Linked DNA regions of Mus musculus: region 2 is linked to region 1. The links are chromatin contacts, called in public ChIA-PET maps. All regions are on one chromosome and are shown on one strand. The core of a region is the stretch at or near the end of the contact, and the rest is flanking DNA. Distances in the headings are between cores, read along the strand shown.

Evidence for each region. ChIA-PET counts read pairs in DNA pulled down with a chosen protein or histone mark.
Region 2: an RNA polymerase II ChIA-PET map of memory CD8 T cells shows a contact between it and region 1, with 51 read pairs. The contact joins two enhancer-like sites. A contact is called at or near these places in 2 of 115 datasets of contacts at active chromatin or transcription factors (bone marrow-derived macrophages and memory CD8 T cells) and 1 of 9 other capture datasets (pancreatic islet).

What each region holds. Positions count from the first base shown.
Region 1 is chr2:126,493,662-126,498,867 of GRCm38.p6, reverse strand. It overlaps a transcript of Atp8b4 not described here. Among named protein-coding and RNA genes, the nearest start is that of Atp8b4, 4.7 kb to the right of the region's middle. Within about 2 kb of position 2,822, at least 61 of the 459 cell types and tissues checked have an H3K27ac peak or open chromatin away from gene starts, as enhancers often do. A contact at or near this core is called in memory CD8 T cells, where this site is marked.
Region 2 is chr2:126,917,909-126,923,114 of GRCm38.p6, reverse strand. It overlaps Sppl2a (signal peptide peptidase like 2A), which reads left to right. Exons shown (of 15, transcript NM_023220.2): 7 at 2,701-2,797; 8 at 3,375-3,476. Among named protein-coding and RNA genes, the nearest start is that of Sppl2a, 13 kb to the left of the region's middle. Within about 2 kb of position 2,179, at least 27 of the 459 cell types and tissues checked have an H3K27ac peak or open chromatin away from gene starts, as enhancers often do. A contact at or near this core is called in memory CD8 T cells, where this site is marked.

The sequences.
Region 1 (5,206 bases), core at 1,573-4,072:
ATAGACCAAGTGATATTTTCTAACCTTTGGGAGATTGTGTGTGAGTGTGTGCTTGTACACAGGAGTGTTTTGTTCATGCACAATCAAACACGTTTTCATTAGTAGACAATACTTGAAATAAAACATCTTTTTCTTTTAACCTCCCTCCCCACCCTCCACTCTTGAGACAGAATCTTCCTGTGTAGCCTCAGGTGGCCTGGAACTTGCTGTGGACCAAGCTGGCCTTGAACTCACAGAAATTCACCTGCCCTGCCCAGTGCTTAGGCCACCCTCCCTCCCTTTCTCCCTCCCTCCCTCCTCCTCTTCCTCCCTCTCCCCCTCCCTCCCTCCCTCCCTCTCTCCTTCCCTTCCACTCTCCCTCCCTCCCTTTTCTCCTCTAGTCTCAGCTTCTGAAATCAAATGTACCTTCCAGACACTCCAGTGTAACACGTTGCTTCTGTTTAAGGGTGTCTCCTGGAAGGCTAGCAGAGAGAACAGCAGCTTCGTAGTTATGGTAAATATTTTACATGTCGGTAAATACATTTGTAAGTGAGTATTAGACATTCTGAGGGCTCTGCTTTTCCAGAAACACGTTTCTTCCTTACTCTGGGCCCCTTCCCTTTCCCCGATTTACTCTCTAGACTGCGGTTTCCTGAGGTCTCTCCTGTGCCACGCCCTTCCCGAACCGGTCTTTTAAGGGTGAATCCTCCCTTCACTCTGTCATTGCTCTTGAACCGGCTCATTCTCCTCAGCTCCTGGTCTTTCTTTCCTCTGGTTCTTCCATTCACCCCCGGGGCTTCAGCTCTTGCTCATACGCCTACCGTTCCACGCCTACACATTTGTCCATTCTATTTGGCTTTGAAGATGGTGGAGAGGCTAATGTAATCAGATTGGATTTATCACCGTCCTTTTCTGTTTCTGTTTCTGCCATTCCATGTCCTCCTCTTCCTTGACTGCTGCCATCATAGTCAATGTCATCTCCATTCCCCTAGTGTTCAGGGGCCTAGTCGTCACCTGGGCCCTCTTGGTTCTGACCCCAACATAAGGATCACACAGACGACAGTGGCGAGTTAGCCACAGAGACACTGCATGTAACTCTGCTTTATGAGTGCCGTTGTCCTCAAGACTCTTTCCGTGTGCCCTGTGCTGTGACAGTAATCTTTCAAGCACTTGGGCATGGGCTGGACAGGTGAAGACGCAGGTTCAGTTTCCAGCACCCACAGGACAGTTTACAACCATCTGACATTCCAGTTCCAGGGACTCTCATCCCCTTTTCTGGCCTCCATAGATATCAGGCAGGAACGGGTGCACATGCATACATGCATGGAAATACTCACACACAAAATTAAAAAAATATACTAAAAATGAATAAAAATGTAGACAGCAGACTGGCACAGGGAGACTGAGAGAACAATGGCAGTGGGCGAGGTGAGCGGAGTTTAATCAGTCAGCTCATATAGATCTTCCCTGTCTCTCTTACTGGCAGGGTTAACCACAGGTTCTCGACCATGCAATACTGTGTCATTTCATCTATAAACTGGGGACAATGATGGCTCCTTCTTTAGAGTTCTGGTGAAGACTGAATGAGATAACACAAGCTGAGGGTTCAGCCTTGGATCCAGTGTGTGTGTGTGTGTGTGTGTGTGTGTGTGTGATATCACAAAGCGGTCTGCTTATATTATATTAAGCGTGTAGCCATTACCAAACCATAAGATGGTAAATCCTCTCTCCCTCCTGTTGTTCACCTCCTGCCAGTGTTCTCTCCCCGCCCGCCCACCAGCTTCTGCTTCCCTTTCGTTCCTCTCCTGTCCTGTCCTGTCTTGCTGCCTTTCTCTGCACAGCTTTCCTGCGTCTCCTCTCTCTTCCACACAAGCCTCCCTGCCTCTGTCATCTTCCTTCCTCTTATTGGTTCCCTATTTGGAGTTCGTCTCCCCACATTTGATCCTGCTAACCCCTAACCCCTGTTCTCCTTCCTCCATTTTTGAACTCGGCCTGTCAGCACGGGCTGGTCAGGAGAGACAAGGATGGATTCCTTTTGAAGCTCACAGACTGGGGAAAGAAGAGGTGGACACACAGACGGATCTTGGGAATAGTGAATACAGAGATGGTGGAGATGAAAAATAGAGATAAATATTATATAAGAGAATAACTTACTGTTGAGACATGGTGATTAGACAGTTACTTACACATTTGACTGCGCTAGACATCACTTCACACACACACACACACACACACACACACACACACACACACACAGAGGAGAGCACAAAGGGTTCACTTCTGTGTTTGTACACTGTGTGACATCTATGTGCACCACGATTGTGGATAGCTGCCACTGAAACCGAATGTGATGGATACATCACCTATACCTTCCGCCCTCTCTCACACTCAGCTGAACTCACGCAGGGCAGAAGCCTGGTTTTTCCCTTTCTCTTTCTGGTTTCATTTCCCATGGTTAAGATTCATTAGAATCGCCCTTGTTCAGAGCGTTAGAGGCTCCAAGGGCCTGCCCTTGAACTTGGCAGATAAGGTAGACTACAGCTTGATGGCCAGGTCTCCATGTCCATGGGAAACAGGATTAATGAGAGCTTTGCTTCTCAGCTCTGGGAGCCTGGGGGCCGAGGGAAACGACGATCGAGAAAGAACAGGCATCTCCCTAGCCTTCCAACTTCAGGCCTCAACGCTTTGGGTCTCAAGGTTCACCCAAGCACACATCTGGGAAGCAACCAACCTAAGGAGCAATAGGAAGAGAACCTAGGGAACAAGTAGTGGAGACTGAGAGATGTGTAAGAAGAGGGGAGGGGAGGGGGGTGTAAGGAGGAGAGGGTGAGCTAGAGAGGAGGAAGTGGGAGGGGCACTCATCTTTGGAGAGCCCTGCCTGTTAACAATGCAATAGCTGGAGGAAGCCATTACGTGTTATCGAATCAGATTGAATCTTCAGAACCCAGGCTGCTCAAAGCAACATCTGTTTCTTTAGCTCACCTAGGTTGGTCAGTACCAAGGCTTAGAGAGACTCACCTTAGGTTCAATAGTCAGGAACTCTCTATACAGGATTAAACTTCCCCTCTATACAGGAGGGAAAGCAGGAGTTCCAGACATCAGAGGACAAGCTTCTAATCACCCCTGCTTCCAGGTCCTGAGCAGCTTGGCAGTCCTATGGCCAGAAAAGACCTTTTTGTCTTGTGGACTTTGGACAGCACTTTAATAGAACACCAGAAACAGATATATCTTTCTGAGGCAGACAAACACTAGTTCAGGACATGTATGACACATAGTAAGAATGACAGTTTATTAGCGTAAAAACGTGTAAAACAAGAGGGTCAGATGTTCACTTCAGCACGCCGGTGTGTTCTTTCCCCGAAGGCTTCTGTGGGAAAGCAATTTATTACCAGCAGGTTGCTTGGTGAGTGTGGAATTGGAGCAGGGGGAATTGCCTGTAATAACCTAATTGCTGAATAGACTCTAATCATTAGAGGGAATTTCCAGTTTAATCCTTAGCTTAAGGCACAGAGTCACCCATGCCCAGCTGTGACCACTTTCGTCCTGAGGAGAGACCTCCTTGCCAAATAGCTATATGGGCAAGGGTCCTTTTTCCACCCAGCTGCGTTCCTAGATGTCTTGTTTAGTTATTATTTCAGCCATGAACTATTTATTTTCTCTGTATCAGTTGGCATCCTCCTTTGATTTTTTGTTTGTCTGTTTTTGCATTTATTTATTTGTTTGTTTGTTTGTTTGTTTTTCCTAGACAGGGTTTCTCTGTGTAGCCTTGGCTGTCCTGGAACTCACTCTGTAGACCAGGCTGGCCTTGAACTCAGAAATCCACCTGCCTCTGCCTCCCAACTACTGGGATTAAAGGCGTGCTCCATCACTGCCCAGTTTATGTATGTATGTATGTATGTATGTATGTATGTATGTATGTATGTATGTATGTATTTTTAAAGGAAGGTTATTTTTGTGAGTTTTTTTTTTTAGGTTTTCAAAACCTAAACTTGAAATGGAAAACCGAGATGGGGGGGAGGGTGAGGGGGAAAGGGTTAGAGGCACAGCTTAGTGTAAAACAACCAACCAGCCAACCATGTGTGTCAAGGAAAGAAAATCCTTTTTGACACATAATTGTGTTTTTTTTTTAAAGATTTATTTTATTATTTTATGTAAATACACTGTAGCTGTCTTCACACACTCCAGAAGAGGGAGTCAGATCTTGTTACGGATGGTTGTGAGCCACCATGTGGTTGCTGGGATTTGAACTCTGGACCTTTGGAAGAACAGTCGGGTGCTCTTACCCACTGAGCCATCTCACCAGCCCAATTGTGTTTTTTTAATGTACTTATTTAATTTTAAATGAATATATACACACATATGTGTGTGTACATGTTAACTTTCTTCTGTATTTTCACACTCCCCTTTCATTCACCCATATATGAGTGTGTGTGTTTGCATACCTATATTTACCTGCTGATATCAGTCTTCTATGATCTCTCTCTTATTTATGTATTTGAATTATCTGTCTATATCAGTCTTCTATCTACCTTTGTATGTCGATTAATCATCTATATATCATCTATTTAAAGATCATCTCCTTGTCTATTGATAGCTATTGGGGTATTTATTTGTATCAATCTCTCTATCTGCCATCTATTTATCTATCATATTTATGCTATTAGAACTTTTACAGGAGGGAACCACTGATCTTTGCATGAGGTGAAGCCAAGGGTAAGATATGATTTATCCTATAGTAAAAGACATTTTACCATTTTATATGATTTGGGGTAGTTTTAAAAAGGGTATTTTGGAGAGTTGAACATGCAAGACTGAAAATGCCCAGACCTGGCTCAATGGCTTGCTGGATAAAGCACTTGCTGTGTAGCAGAGACCATGAGTATGGAGGCTCAGAGCTTGCAGAAAGCCTGGTGTGGTAGCATGCATTGGTAATACCAGTGTTCCTATGGGAAGGCAGGAAGTGACGGCAGTAGACTCTCTGAAAGTGTGTATGCTAGGTAGTCTGGTTTATGCAGTAGTGGATAAGAGATCCTGTGTCATTCAAGATGGAAGGCCAGCTCTAACATTAGAGGTTGCCTTCTGACATCCACATGTGCACCGTGGTACACTCTCACACTCATGTGTCTGAACACACACACACACACACACACACACATTTAAAAAAGCATGAGGGTATTTCATCTCTTTTGATGGCCCGGTCCTCCTATATACCGCTATCTCCTATCTC
Region 2 (5,206 bases), core at 930-3,429, 420 kb before region 1:
AAATACAAATAATTTTTAAAAGATAGCTATTCTACCCTAAAGCATATTTCAATTTTTAGTGAGAATTACAAATTAATTTTTTTTTTCCAAGACAGGGTTTCTTATGGATGCTCTGGCTGTCCTGAAACTTGCTTTGTAGACCAGGCTGGCCCTGAACTCAGATGTTGATCTGCTTCTGCCTCCCAAGTGCTGGAACTAAAGGTGTGCATCACTGTGCCCAGCTTACAAGGGAAATTTTTGATGTGAGAAGAAAATCATTCAACCTCATAATTATCCCAGAACATAGAATTAAATTATGATTGGCCAGTGTTTTGTGTGATATTGCAAGATTTTGTTTACCCTAAATGAGTTTTCATGACTAAGATGGCTGCTATTTCTTAGTATATTATAACTTGACAGAATTGTACTAAATTGTTAAGGCTTTCTTTATCGTTTTGTTTGTTTGGAAATAGGCTTTCTCTGTGTAGCCTTGACTGTCCTGGAAGTTTCCTTGCCATTTTGCGATTAAGATATACTTAAAGATTTAAGATATACTTAAAGTAACTGACAATGATCTTGGGAATGCTTTCTGCTAAACTCCTTACATTTAAAACAAAACTAGCTGGAACTAAGTGACAATAAAGTTATTCCTCATGTGGAATCCTTTCCGAAGTGGCAGCACACCATTGGACAAGGCACTAAAGCTGCAGAATAGCCTCAGGAAGTATAATCCCTGCCAGGCTGTGGCAACCTGGGTCAGGCAGCTTGGCAGAGGATAGACTAAAATCCAGTTGACAGGCCATGGGGTGTCTGTCCACTGCTCCTCTTTCCACACATAGCCAGTGATCATAGGAACTGGTGCAGTGTCCATGACTACATACATTAGCTTATCCAGTCCTTACAACAATCCGGTATGCATCTCATGAACCTGACCTGTTAGAATCAAGTACCCAGACCCAAACCACCCCAAATTTGCTGTGTTTAGATCAGCCTGTTTCTCACCCCTCATCCCTGTGTACATAGCTGAAACCAAATAGGCCTTGGAAATGGAGGAACAGCTTGTCTGTCTGTCTGTCTTCCTTTCTTCCTTTCTTTTTTTCTTTTTCTTTTTCTCTTTCTTTTTTCTTTTTTCTTTTTTTTTTTTTTTTTTTTTTTTGGTTTTTCGAGACAGGGTTTCTCTGTGTAGCCCTGGCTGTCCTGGAACTCACTTTGTAGACCAGGCTGGCCTCGAACTCAGAAATCCACCTGCCTCTGCCTCCTAAGTACTAAGATTAAAGGCATGCGCCACCACTGCCTGGCTACAGCTTGTATTTCTATCACAATATTTTCTTGAACGTCCATAAAAGGAATATTGTAAGGTATAATAACCCCTCCCTCTTTATAACAACACAGTAGTAAAATGTCTTTAAATAATTTTCAAATAAATCTGGATAGTATATAATGCCCATCAAATTTTACTACCTTGGTATCTCATTGCAACAAGGAAGTTTCTTTGAATGGATTTGAGTGTTTTTCGTTTGTGCTCTATTTTAATTTTTTCCTTGAGCCAACATTATTCTGTGTGGCTCTGGCTAGAGTGGTAACTTTCTGTACAACCAAAGCTAGTCTTGAGCTGGTGGCTACTATGCCTGGCTGGATTTGGTTTGAACACAGGTCAAATTGTTATAGATAAATTCTCCATAGGAAAGCATAGGGAAGATGCTTGGTTGATACCCAGGGCAGATATTTGTCTTCATCCCTAAATTACATTTCTAAAGAATCTTATTTGTAGTTTATTAATCCAAAGCCAGGCCCAGTGGCACATGCTTTTAATCATAGCACTGGGGAGGCAGAGACAGACGGATCTCCACAAATTCAAGCCTGACCTACACATCAAGCTCTAGACCCGCCAAGGCTACCCAAAAATTCTCTTAATCACTCAGAGAATATAAGTCAGTTGGTAGAGTACTTGCCTAATATACACAAAGTCCTGGTTCAATCCCAGGGGTCAAAGTGACCGATGTGGTGGTGCACACCTGAGATGCCAGAACTCCGGAGGTTGAGAGAAGGATCAGAAGTTGAAGGTTTTCAAGGTTATTCTTGGCTGTGCAGCAAGTTTTAAGTACACGAGGCACAAGAAGAGGAATAGGAGGAGTGGCTCAGTTGGTGAAGTGCTTACTGTGCAAGGGAGACGAGCGTTCAGTCGTAGGACCCATGCAGGATGCCCCAGCCCACCCCTGCCTCCAGTCTCTTCATTCTAGCACTGGGTAGAAGCAGGTTGATCCCTAGAGCTTGCCAGTCGGGGTGGTCTGCTTGGCGAACTTCCAGGCCAGTGACTCATTCTGTTTCAAACAATTAAAACAAAAGAAAAAGAAGACATCCGAGGAATAATACCATGTTTGTCTTCTAGTCTCTACACATACCTGCCTACATGTGTACACCTACATACACACAAGCACACACATATGACAGAGGCTCATCAGTCCTTCTGTTCTTGAAGTTAAATTAAGTATTTATACATATTTGTAATGAACTGTTACTTTCAACATAAAACCATCTTCAGCCACATCAAGCAACCGTGGTAGTGTTTAACGGAAAGAAAACCACAAGTGCCACACATTCTCTTTTAAGACTCTTGGTTGCGCCTTAGCAACTGCTTCACATAGCAATATAGTTACTATATAGAAAGTATGATCTAATGAAAAGAGCTAAGGAATTAACATCTGTCTTGTTCTTTTCTAGTGTATGTTATGATAGCGATTTTCTGCATAGCATCGTCAATGAGCCTGTACAACTGTCTTTCTGCATTGATTCATAGGATGCCATGTGGACAGTGCACGTACGTATCTGTTAGCCTATGATGCAATTAGTATTTCAGCTTAGTACAGGAAAAGTGAGGTGTTGCTTTAAGCCTGTATATTCAAGATTGTATTTATGCCTGTCTGAGTTTAAAGTTAATAATGTGTTTGGGATTTTTTTGTTTGTTTTGTTTTATGAGACAGGGTTTCTCGGGAGCCTAGTTGTCCTGGAACTGTCTCTGTAGACCTGGCTGGCCTCGAACTCACAGAGATCTATCTGTCTGCCTCTGCCTCCTAAGTTCAGGAACAAGGTGTGCACTACCTCAGTGCTAGGACTTAAAGGTGTGTGCCACCATGCCCAGATGTGTTTGGGATCTTTACACTGAATTCCTGAGACATGTCTAGTGTTCAGGAGCCATCTGTGGCTGGTGGCCATCAGTCTTGGAAAGCACCGCCAACAGAGGGTTTTGTTGAGGCAGTTATTATGCCTCATTGGTTTTATGTAAAAATCATGACAAGATTAATATTACAACCACTCTTTGTTAATGTTTGACACTTTTTTGTATCAAGGGAACATTTTTTATCTATAGCACAAATTAACTTTTTTTTCTTTTTCAGGATTTTGTGTTGTGGCAAAAACATTAAAGTGAGCCTGATTTTCCTTTCCGGGCTGTGCATCTCAGTTGCTGTTGTGTGGGCTGTATTTCGAAATGAGGATAGGTATGACAACTCTAACTTACTTTAAATTTAGGATGCATAGCGTTATATCTTTTCCTGAATCATATTCATTATGATTATTGTGGATTTTTTTGTTTTTATTCAAGAACATATTTTAAAACAAGGTAATTTGTTTTTTCATGAATAAGTTATTTAACAGGATCTCTGTATGAGCCCCGTTGCTAACTTATAACTCTAGCCTTAAATTTGCAGTGACTCTGTCTCCTGAGGTTACAGGCGTAGGCCACCAAACCCAGCAAATGAACAGATCTTAGGCTAGGAGTTTGAGCTCATGCAGGGAAGGAAATCAGGTTCTGCCTTAGACACCTAGACTTAAAATATGCATAGTGATGCTGTGTGGCAGTGTTGTGTCTTATAACTTCAACAGATGGTATCCCCACTGATTTCCACAATGGGCTTTTAAATGAAAAAAGCTGTCATGTTTTCATTTCTGTTACTGCAATCTGATACCCTGCCAAAAAGCAATGGCAAGGTGAAAGGGTTCATTTTAGCTCACAGTTCCGGGTGCCAGTCTTTTATAGCTGAAAAGGCGAGGCGGCAGGAGCTTGAAGCCACTGGGCACATCACATCCACAGCCGAGCGCAGAGAGAAGTGGGCGCACAGGTGCTTTCTTGTCTCAGCCTCATCTCTGCATCTGTCCAGCTCAGAAACCAACCAGGGGTCAGCGCTGCCCACATCCAGGGTATTTCCACCTTGGTTAACCCAGTTACAAAAATGCCTCACAGATATACCCAGAAGTCAATACAACCCAGCCAGCTCCTCTTTGAGGTTCTCTTCCTAGATGATTCTGATGGTGTCAGATTGACAAAACCAACCACCATCAAAGCAAAATGTAAAAGAATGTGTGGAATTTTTTGCCTTATATATTAGAAAAAGGGCTTTATGTAAGATATCTGTCCATGAGAGCAACAGTTATGGGCATTTCTCTCTTAAAAAAAATTATTTCGCAGGGCAATGGTGGGACATGCCTTTAATCCCAGCATTTGGGAGACAGAGGCAGGCGGATTTCTGGATTTGAGACCAGCCTGGTCTACAAAGTGAGTTCCAGGACATCCAGGGCTACACAGAGAAACCCTGCCTCGAAAACCCAAAAAAATTAAAAAAATAAATGATTTCAAACTGTGTGTGTGTGTGTGTGTGTCACGTGTGTACATGCCACAGCATAACTGGACAGTACTCTACAGTTCTGGACACTGGAGGCAGTTCTCTCCGTCCAGCCAGAGGGCCTAAGGAATCGAGCTCAGGGCATCAGCCTGATCACAGGTGTCTTTACTGCTGAGCCGTCAGGCCGACCCAGGTTTAACCACAGCAGGAAGGGAAACCTGGAAAAATACATAACATGATTAATGACTTATTAGTAAAGTCGTTTACCTAGAAATCTTATTATAATTACCAAAGTTATTAGGTTTATCATTGGTTGCTAGTTCTGCATGTTAGTTTCTAATAATTAAATTGTGTAGTTTTTGCTTGTGTTCGACCTGACTAGATATGAACACGAGGATGTTATTGGCAGCTGTCCGTGTAGAGGGAGACATGTAAAACTGCAAAGATTGAGGTGAATGTGTGCTTGTATCTGACAGTCCTCTGAGGGACAGTAACTGGCCGAGCAGAGAGGATATGAGGAGATAATTCATAGCCATAACCATAATGACATAACCATAATGACCTATTTATTTAACTTTCATCTGAAGATAATGGAATGAAATAATAGG